Linked DNA regions of Sus scrofa: region 1 is linked to region 2. Evidence: chromatin contacts called from public HiChIP or PLAC-seq data. All regions are on one chromosome and are shown on one strand. The core of a region is the stretch at or near the end of the contact, and the rest is flanking DNA. Distances in the headings are between cores, read along the strand shown. Region 1 holds the start of NRDC (nardilysin). Region 2 holds the start of RAB3B (ras-related protein Rab-3B).

What was found. HiChIP or PLAC-seq counts read pairs in DNA pulled down with a chosen protein or histone mark.
Region 1: an H3K27ac HiChIP or PLAC-seq map of alveolar macrophages shows a contact between it and region 2. The contact joins the promoter of NRDC here to the promoter of RAB3B in region 2. A contact is called at or near these places in 3 of 5 promoter capture datasets (fetal liver, fetal skeletal muscle and liver), 27 of 47 Hi-C or Micro-C datasets (adipose tissue, alveolar macrophages, blood and 15 more) and 2 of 2 datasets of contacts at active chromatin or transcription factors (alveolar macrophages and skeletal muscle).

What each region holds. Positions count from the first base shown.
Region 1 is chr6:160,297,698-160,302,313 of Sscrofa11.1, forward strand. NRDC (nardilysin) reads left to right here and starts at 1,404. Exons shown (of 31, transcript XM_003127978.6): 1 at 1,404-1,957. The coding sequence starts at 1,614.
Region 2 is chr6:160,192,562-160,196,549 of Sscrofa11.1, forward strand. It overlaps RAB3B (ras-related protein Rab-3B), which reads left to right and starts at 1,927. Exons shown (of 5, transcript XM_003127977.5): 1 at 1,927-2,107.

The DNA of each region.
Region 1 (4,616 bases), core at 154-2,653, 100 kb after region 2:
ACTGCTGAGCCACTATAGGAACTCCAGATTTTACCATTTCTTTTCTGATTCCTTGGGCTTCTCCTTCCCAACTCTTTATTTTCCTATCCATCATCATTTCTTGTCTTAGCATTCCCACCTCCGCCCTTTTTGCCTTTTTAGGGCTGCACCCACGGAGGTTTCCAGGCTACAGGTCGAATTGAAACTGTAGCTGCGGGCCTACACCAGAGCCACAGCAACACCAGATCCCAGCCATATCTGAGACCTACACCACAGCTCACAGCAACAGTGGATCCTTAACCCACTGAGCAAGGCCAGGGAGTGAACCTGCGTCCTCATGGATACTAGTCAGATTCCGTTTCCCCTGAGCCATGAAGGGAACTCCCTTAGCATTCACTTTTTAAAAATTATTTTATTCTGTTTCTCCCCATTTGAATGCATGCTCCAAGAAGGCAACAAATTTTGTTTTGTTCATGATTGTCTTCCCTATATCTGGAGCTGGGGAGGCCTAGAAAAATGTAAAGACCTAAAACAATCATCAAGATATCTCTGCTTCAAGTGCTTCTGCATTCACCATGTTTCTTCCTTTTGTGTGCTACAACTGCTTATGCCAAGGTTAGTAAATCACACACCTAGTACCACATCAGTTGCTTTTTATTTTCCAAGTACGTCTGTTTCAATCACATCTTGCCCACCAACGGCCACTGAAGGCAGGAAAAAACCTTGGGGAAACGGACTTAAGGGACAGGAGGTGGCTGCTCAGCGAAAGTTGGCTAACACTAACTGTGGACTCTAGTCTCTGGGGGAAGCTCAAAATGTTTTCGCATAGAAGAGTGAACACATTTACACCGGTCTTTTAAACACTTAGGCGAAGTGCACGACGGTCTAGCAAGCTGTAAGGAGGAGAAGCACGGCGGCTATTTCTCCGGTTCCGCTCAGCTCCACTCCCACGCAGCTTCCATCCGGCTGCAGAAAAACACTTCCGGCGTTCTGCTTTTTACGTGCCGAGTCACGGCCAAAACTCCACCCAGGTCTGAGGGGCATGATACGCAAAATACGACATGAGTGAGGGGAGGGGAAGCCTGGAAATTAATTTTCTCCACTCGCTTAGCGGTTTTCTCATCCGGGGAATATTTCTCTCGGAGCGGTGGAGCACTATTCAGCTGCTACCTCAAGCCACCTCCCCTCTTCCGTCATAAACGCTGCGCAGCCTCCCAGGCGCCGTTCTCCCGTCGTCCTCCGCGTCCCTCTCTCCGCCTCTTTTCTCTCGCCCCGCCCACTCCGTGTCCCGAAGAGCTCTCTGCGTGCTGCGAGATGCCGGCCCGGTCTCTTTGGTTCTTTTTTATTCCTTGTTCCCATTGGTTGATCACATGCACATGACTTCTATCTTGCCTTGTTATTGGCTAAAGTCAGTTGCGTCATCGACGGCGGGAGGGTGGGGGGGATGAGGGAAGTTGGCTTGGGGGAGACCGGATTGGGGGAGGGGTTCAGGCCTGTCCTCCCCGGCGGCTGCGGCAGCACCAGCGCCGGCCGCCACCGCCTCTGGAACGCGGAGGAGGAGGAGCGGCTGGAGAAGTAGGAGGAGGAGGAGGGCCCTAGGGAGCGGGATGCCCATTACTCCGGCTTGGTGGTGAATGTTGAGGAGAGTCACGGTTGCTGCAGTCAGTGCCACCGGGAGGAAGTTGTGGTGTGAGGCCGGGCGGGAGCTCGCGGCGCTGTGGAGAGTAGAAGCGCGGGGTCGGTGCGAAGACTCCGCGGCTGCCAGACCCTTTCCTACTCTGACCATGCCTGGAAGGAACAAGGCGAAGTCTACCTGCAGCTGCCCTGACCTGCAGCCCAATGGACAGGATTTGGGCGAGAGCGGCCGGGTTGCCCGTCTGGGAGCCGACGAATCTGAGGAGGAGGGACGGAGGGTGCCTGTCAGTAATGCCGGAGACCCTGAGATCGTCAAGTCTCCCAGCGACCCCAAGCAATACCGGTGAGGGAGGAGGCTTAGACCAGGGAGGAAAGCAGGGCGAGGGCCTCAGAGTGGCCGCTGTGGTCTCTTCTTGTCTCCGAATCTTCCGAAGGAGCACCAGGGGCACATTCCCAGCCCCAAAGCTTCCTTGGATGGAGGTGTCAAGAGCAGTTAGAGGCTTCCGTGATGTGTGAGCTGGACGAGGGGGAAAACTTGGGTTCCACAAGGAATCTGGATGTCAGAATGGGCAGGGTTGTTGGAATAATTTTGATACTCGCTAAAGCAAGAATGGAGGTTTCTCTGAGGAAAGCAGGCTGGATGGGCGGGGGGTGGGGTGGGGTATTGGTATTATGAGGAAAGGTTCAAGGAGCTGGAGATTTTAATTTTGGAGGGGATATTTAAGGGAAATACTATCATTATCCACAAACATTCCAGGTGCCCGTAGATGAAAGAGGGGTAAAACTAATGGGTGGAAGTTACTGGAGGGTCATGTGGCTTCAGTAAAAGAACTTAGGCATCAGAGTTGGCCTGAAATGAAGTGACTTACTTCCATGGTTTTTTTCTCAATGCTCGAATGGTTGGGTGACATCTTCCAAGAATATATTAGAGAGGGCTTGAGTCTCAGTTGGGTGAATCATAGAAGATTTGTAAGGTTTCCTCTCATCCCGCAATTCTCAACTTTTGGTTTGTATCATAATCCTCTAAACATCTCTAATATCTGGAGGCTCAATCCCCACCTGAGTATATTCTTCGCAGGTAGCCTATTCCATAGAATGTCATGACTATAATTATTTTAAAGAGAGATCATATTGCTTAGCTTCATTTTACAAGTTGAGGAAATTGAGATCCAGAGGGTTTGCTTCTTGCTCAGAATTACATAGCTAAATAATAACAGAGCTGGTATGAACACGGTGTCCATCTGACACTAACTCCAGTGCACCATTTACTGATTTTTTTTATAAAGTTCTTACTCATATTGAGTTGAAAGCTAAAGGATTCTTTCTAGGTTTTAATTTGTTATAAGCCCCTACAGTGTTAGAGCAGGAAAGAACCTTAAAGATAATCTTTTTCATTCCCTACCACCCTCAATAGGCAGATGACTGAAACTAAGGTCTAGAAAGAAGTGATTTAGCCCCAAGTTGAAGACAGACCTAATTTTTTCTTACTAGAGATTAACAGTTTACAACTCTGTACTATTCTTCCCTGGCTGCAGATCTTTATGGATGGGCCAAATTTTCTCTTATCAAAGACATTATATTAGTAATGATGTAATGAGCAATTTGGACCTTGATAAAAAGAGATTAACAATTCACAACTCTGTACTATTCTTCCCTGGCTGCAGATCTTTATGGATGGGCCAAATTTTCTCTTATCAAAGACATTATATTAGTAATGATGTAAATGAGCAATTTGAACCTTGATAAAAGGTATTTAGTTTTTGCCTTCCAGTTTAAATAACAGCTTCAGTTTTTTTCCTGCCTTTTTAAAGTTATATAATAAAAGTAATGTTTATAGAACATACACCACATGTCAGATACTGTTCTAACTGCTGTGGATGTATTTTTTCATTTAATGACCTCATTTTGGGCAAATTCATTCGAAAAACTCTTGTCTTACTGTGTCTTAGGCACTGAGCTATCTTAACTCTTTTCTGAAACTTGGTTGAATATAACTTGATAAATGATATTTTATTCTGGTACCAGGCATACAGAGGTGATTAAAACTGTCCCTGCTGGGAGTTCTCTGTGGTCCAGTGGTTAGGACTCAGTGCTTTCACTGCTGTGGCTTGGATTCAGTGTCTGATCTGGGAACTGAGATCCCACATCAAGCTGCTACATGCCTTGGCCAAAGAATTAAAAAATAAAACATTCCCTGCCTTCAGGGAACTTCCAAAGTAGTAGAGGGACACAGACATATAAAAAAGGTATAATTAGAGCACTAAAGTTTGATAGAAACTGTAATAGAAGTGTGTGCTAGGTATACTGAGGAATAAAGTAAGGAGTGGTAAACTCCTTACTGGGGAGAAAGTTGGAAAAGACCTTCAAAAGAGAAGATAAGACTTAAAAAGGTATTTTTGTATGAGTTGTTGCATTTCCACATTTTTATGGACCTTTGCCAAATGATGGTCCTTCTTAGTGTCTCAGTTTTTGTGTTTTGTTTTGTTGGCCAAGATTGTGGCATGTGGAAGTTCCTGGGCCAGGGATCAAACCTGTGCCACTGAAGGTCCTGAGCCACTGAGTGACAAAGGCTGGATACCTAATCCACTGTGCCACAAAGGAACTCCTCACTTTTCTTATTTTGTCTTTTTTGTCTTTTTGTCTTTTTTGTTGTTGTTGTTGTTGTTATTGTTGCTATTTCTTGGGCCGCTCCCGCGGCATATGGAGGTTCCCAGGCTAGGGGTCCAATCAGAGCTGTAGCCAACCGGCCTACACCAGAGCCACAGCAACGCGGGATCCGAGCCACGTCTGCAACCTACACCACAGCTCACAGCAACGCCGGATTCTTAACCCACTGAGCAAGGGCAGGGACCGAACCCGCAACCTCATGGTTCCTAGTCGGATTCTTTAACCACTGCGCCACGACGGGAACTCCACTTTTCTTATTTTGAAGTGAAAGGGGTTGATTAAAAATACCAGTGTTTTCCAGGAGCTTTCTCTCCTTTCAAAGGAGCACGTCCACT
Region 2 (3,988 bases), core at 677-3,176:
CCAGTGGGTTAAGAATCTAGCATGGCTGTAGCTGTGGTGCGGATGGCAGCTATGGCTCGGATACAGTCCCTGGCCTGGGAACTTCCATATGTCGTGGGTGTCCAAAAGAGAGAGAGAGAAAGAAAAAAGGAATGAAAGAACAAAAGAGAGAAAGAGAGAGAGAAAGAGAGAAAAAAAGAAAGAAAGAAGTCAAGAAAGAAAGGAAAGAAATTCAAGGTGTGACCATGATGGGAGGTGATGTGAAGACCAAGAGCAGAGGGAACAGGAAACCACATGGCTGCTGAGGGCACCAGGAGGATGGCAGTACAGGGATAACGAGGATGGCCATGAGCAGGGGCTGAAATTGTCCATGCACAGGGAGTGGGTGGGAGTCAGAGATGATATCCTTGATGAGGAGGGGTAAACAGTAGTAGGGCTGGAGACCTAAGGAGAAGGAACTTTTGTACAAGGGCAAGAGGCAATGCTGACCCACCTCCTGGGGCTGTGGTGTGTGGGGAGGGCGAACGAGAGAAGGCTTCCTGCAGAGGGCTACCAGAGGAGTCTGGAAGGAGGGTCAAGTTTCAGTAAAGGCAAAGAAATAACTTGAGTGGCCTCTGAAACAGTAGAGGGTGTAGGAGAGTTTGCTGACAAAGGAAAAGGATTGTGGAGGGCACAGTGGACAAGGATGCTGGGAAGTGGACTGTGAGAAAGTGAGTGGAAGGGGTAGGGTGGAGTAGCTCAGAACAGCACAAGGATGAATCTGAGAGAGAAGTCTGACAACCAGAGGGGCTGTTAATTGAGTGGTTCCTCTGGCCAAAGAGACAAATTGCAGTTAAGTTCATAACAGAATGTGGGGAAAATGTGTTTTGGTATCTGACTCAGACCTTCAAGATTTGAGATTGGGGAAGAGTATGTAGAGGGCGATGATTCTAAACCAAAGTTCCCAGTCGTGGCTCAGTGTTTAAGGAATCCGACTGGGAACCATGAGGTTGTGGGTTCAATCTCTGTCCTTGCTCAGTGGGTTAAGGATCCTGTGTTGCCTCAGCTGTGGTGTAGGCCGGCTGCTACAGCTCCGATTAGACCCCTAGCCTGGGAACCTCCATATGCCGTGGGAGTGGCCCTAGAAAAGGCAGGAAGACAAAAAACAGACAAACAAACAAAACCCAAAACTTGCAGCTGGTTCCTGTGACCTCAGGAAAACTTGAAGTCTAGGTCCTCACAGAAGGGTGGGGTGCTAATTAGCTTTCGTGGCTGCCTTATCTGGCAAAGCTGGGACTTCTTAATGACCAGGAAAGAATATTTTCTTATTCCAGGCTACTACTGGTAATAGGGAGCCATTGCAAATATTTTGTTTTGTTTTGTTTGTTTCATAAGGGTTGATGGTGACGTTTAGAACAATCACGCAGGCTGCTGGTGTAGATGATGGATTGGGAGTGGAGACAGGGAGGACCCATGAGGAGACTGTTGCTTTAGTCCAGGCAAGGAGTGATGAGGCCTGACCCAGCGTGAGAGCAGTGGAGACGGAGAGGAAGGGAAGGGATAGGTTATGTTAGGGAGGCCATATTACCCGGCTGATGGGCTGTGGGGTGTGAAGTGCATAGGGTAGAGGACAATGCCCAGGTTTCTGGCTTCGTTTCACTCAAAGACAGCAGTCCAGATTCTGCCTCTCCCTGGGCTTTTGTGAGGTTGAAACGACGTAATGGACAGGAAAGTGCTTTGGAAATGGCGAAGCCACAAACCCATCGTTATCTACATTATCATCAAAGCTCCCTGATCATCCCAGTAAGTTCAATCTGCGGAACGAGGGGTGAGAATTAAGATCAATTACCATAGTCGTTGGCGAGCTCCAAGTCCTCCAGAGACCTCCCATTCCCTACACCTGCCCGGAGCGGGGGCCGGGCGAATACGGACTCCGCCCCTGGGCGGGGCATGGGTGGGGCCTGGACGCGGCAGCAACCCGCCCAGCTGCAGCTGGAGCCTCAGCCCTAAGTCGCCGCTGTGGGGACCAGACCCGCCCCGCACTGCCCTGCTCCGTGAACCCGCTGCGCCTTCTGCCGCCCACCGCCAGGTCCAGGGCTTCCGCGGCGCTGCCAGGGAGGGAGCCGCTTGTCCTCACCCGGAGTCCCAGGTAAGGGGTGCGGCCAGGCAGCGCGCCCGGGGAGCGTCTGGGACTGGATCCCGGCGCGGAGCGCTGGGGGCAGTGAGCGGGCGTTGAGAAGGAGCACGGGTCAGTGGAGCGGACGCCGAGGAGAAGGAGCCAGGGGAGGCCACTCAGGAGGGACAGCTGCAGTGCATGGGCGGGTACCCTGGGGAGGGGGCGCTGAGGGGGTGTCTGCCCGGACTGGATCCCGGTGAGGGCCGCAAGGGGAGCTTTCAAGGCAGGGGCCGCGGTGGGGGGCGGGCAAGAAAGAGGGCGCCAGAGCTGGGGGAGAGGATGAACGGCAGCTGGAGCGCAGGGACTGCTCGTGGAGGGGGCAAGGTGGGTAGGGGCGTTGGGGGCGGGGATCTTAGGTGGAAGCCGAGGTGGGCAGTGCGGGCAGAGGGTACCCGCTGAAGGGGGTGCTGAAGCGAGAAGATTGAGGGGAGAGAAGGTGAGGCGCGCAAGTAAAGAGCTAAAGAAGAGGGGGCCGGCTGGCAGGGGTGGAGTGGGGGCTGGAGAGGAGTGAGGTGGTGAGGGGAAGGGGCGCTGGTCAGGGAGAGGGAAAGTGAGTGTGGTGCGGAGCCAGGGCCCAGCCGGGTGTTGGCAGCGGGGGGTGGGGGGGCAACCTGAGGGAGGAGAGGGGCGGGGTTTGAGGGTGGGAAGCTTTGAAGAACCAGAAGGTGGGAGGCAAGGTTGAGTCTATCCGGACTGCAGAGAAAGGGGTGGGGAGCCCATGGAGAAGGAGAGCCGTGGCCTTGGATGTGGGCTGTGGGCACTGCGTGCTGGCCAGGAGTGGCACTTGGAAAAGCCCTGAAATAGAGCAGGGGCTTGGCAGCTGGGAGTGGAGGAACTGTCAGGGAACTTCGAGAGTTTAGCTGGGTGGATGGGCTGGGCAGGGGATGGAGAAGAGGCCAGGTGTGGATTGTGGTGTGAGAGTGGAAACATGAGGGGGGCCCAGAGCGCAGTCCAAGGGCATCTAGGCACTAGCCATGTCTTAGCTCCTCCGGAGACTGAGGAGGGGGATGCAGGCACTGGGCTCTGTTACACTGCTACATGGGATCAGGGACAAGAAGAGAATCTTTGACAAAGGAATTAATGCACAGGCTGACTCTGTTCTTCAAAGATTTTAGGGAGGGCAAGGTGGCAGCCTCTGGAAACTAATAGAGGTGTGGAGGGGAGTGGGAGCAGGACAAGGCCATCTATCCCAACTTCTTGGAATCCAGATGGAAAAGGGTGGGGGGATAGTAAAAAAAAAAAGTGGATGTATGTGTGTGTACAGGTAGATACTACCTGCTCTGAGCCTAGAAAGACAATGGAAGTCCATGAAAAGCCCTATCTGTGGTACTGGGAGGCCCTGGTGCTGTGTTAGCCAGAGCAAAGACATTTTGCCAGAGGATAGTGGGTCAGGGAAGACTTTCTGGTCATGAAGGATTCAGCTAGCAGCAAAGGCAAGTAAATTCCTATCAGAAGAAACAGTATGGAAGACAAAAATCTAAAATGATCTCTAGTCCAAGAAAGAAATCTCCAATTTCTTAAGGTTTAGGATATGAAAGGAGACATGAGTAACCTAGAGAGGATGATTAAAAAGTTTTCCTCTCTAAGCTGAAATGCCTGTGGTTTTTCTTCACCTCCTCAGAGTAGAGCACAGGACCTGGCACATAATAGGTGCTCAGTGAATGCTGACTGAGTGAATAATTGAGCTGTAGTTTTGCTCCTGCCTCAGTTTCCTCATCTATCCGCAAGAGTTGTTGTGAGAATAAAATATGATAATGTGGGTTTCATAAACTGTAAAGCACTGTACAAAAGAGAAAAGCCACCGGTGTTATGCAGGTGTGCCTGTGTTATGTCGGTGGTCACACCCATGACTAT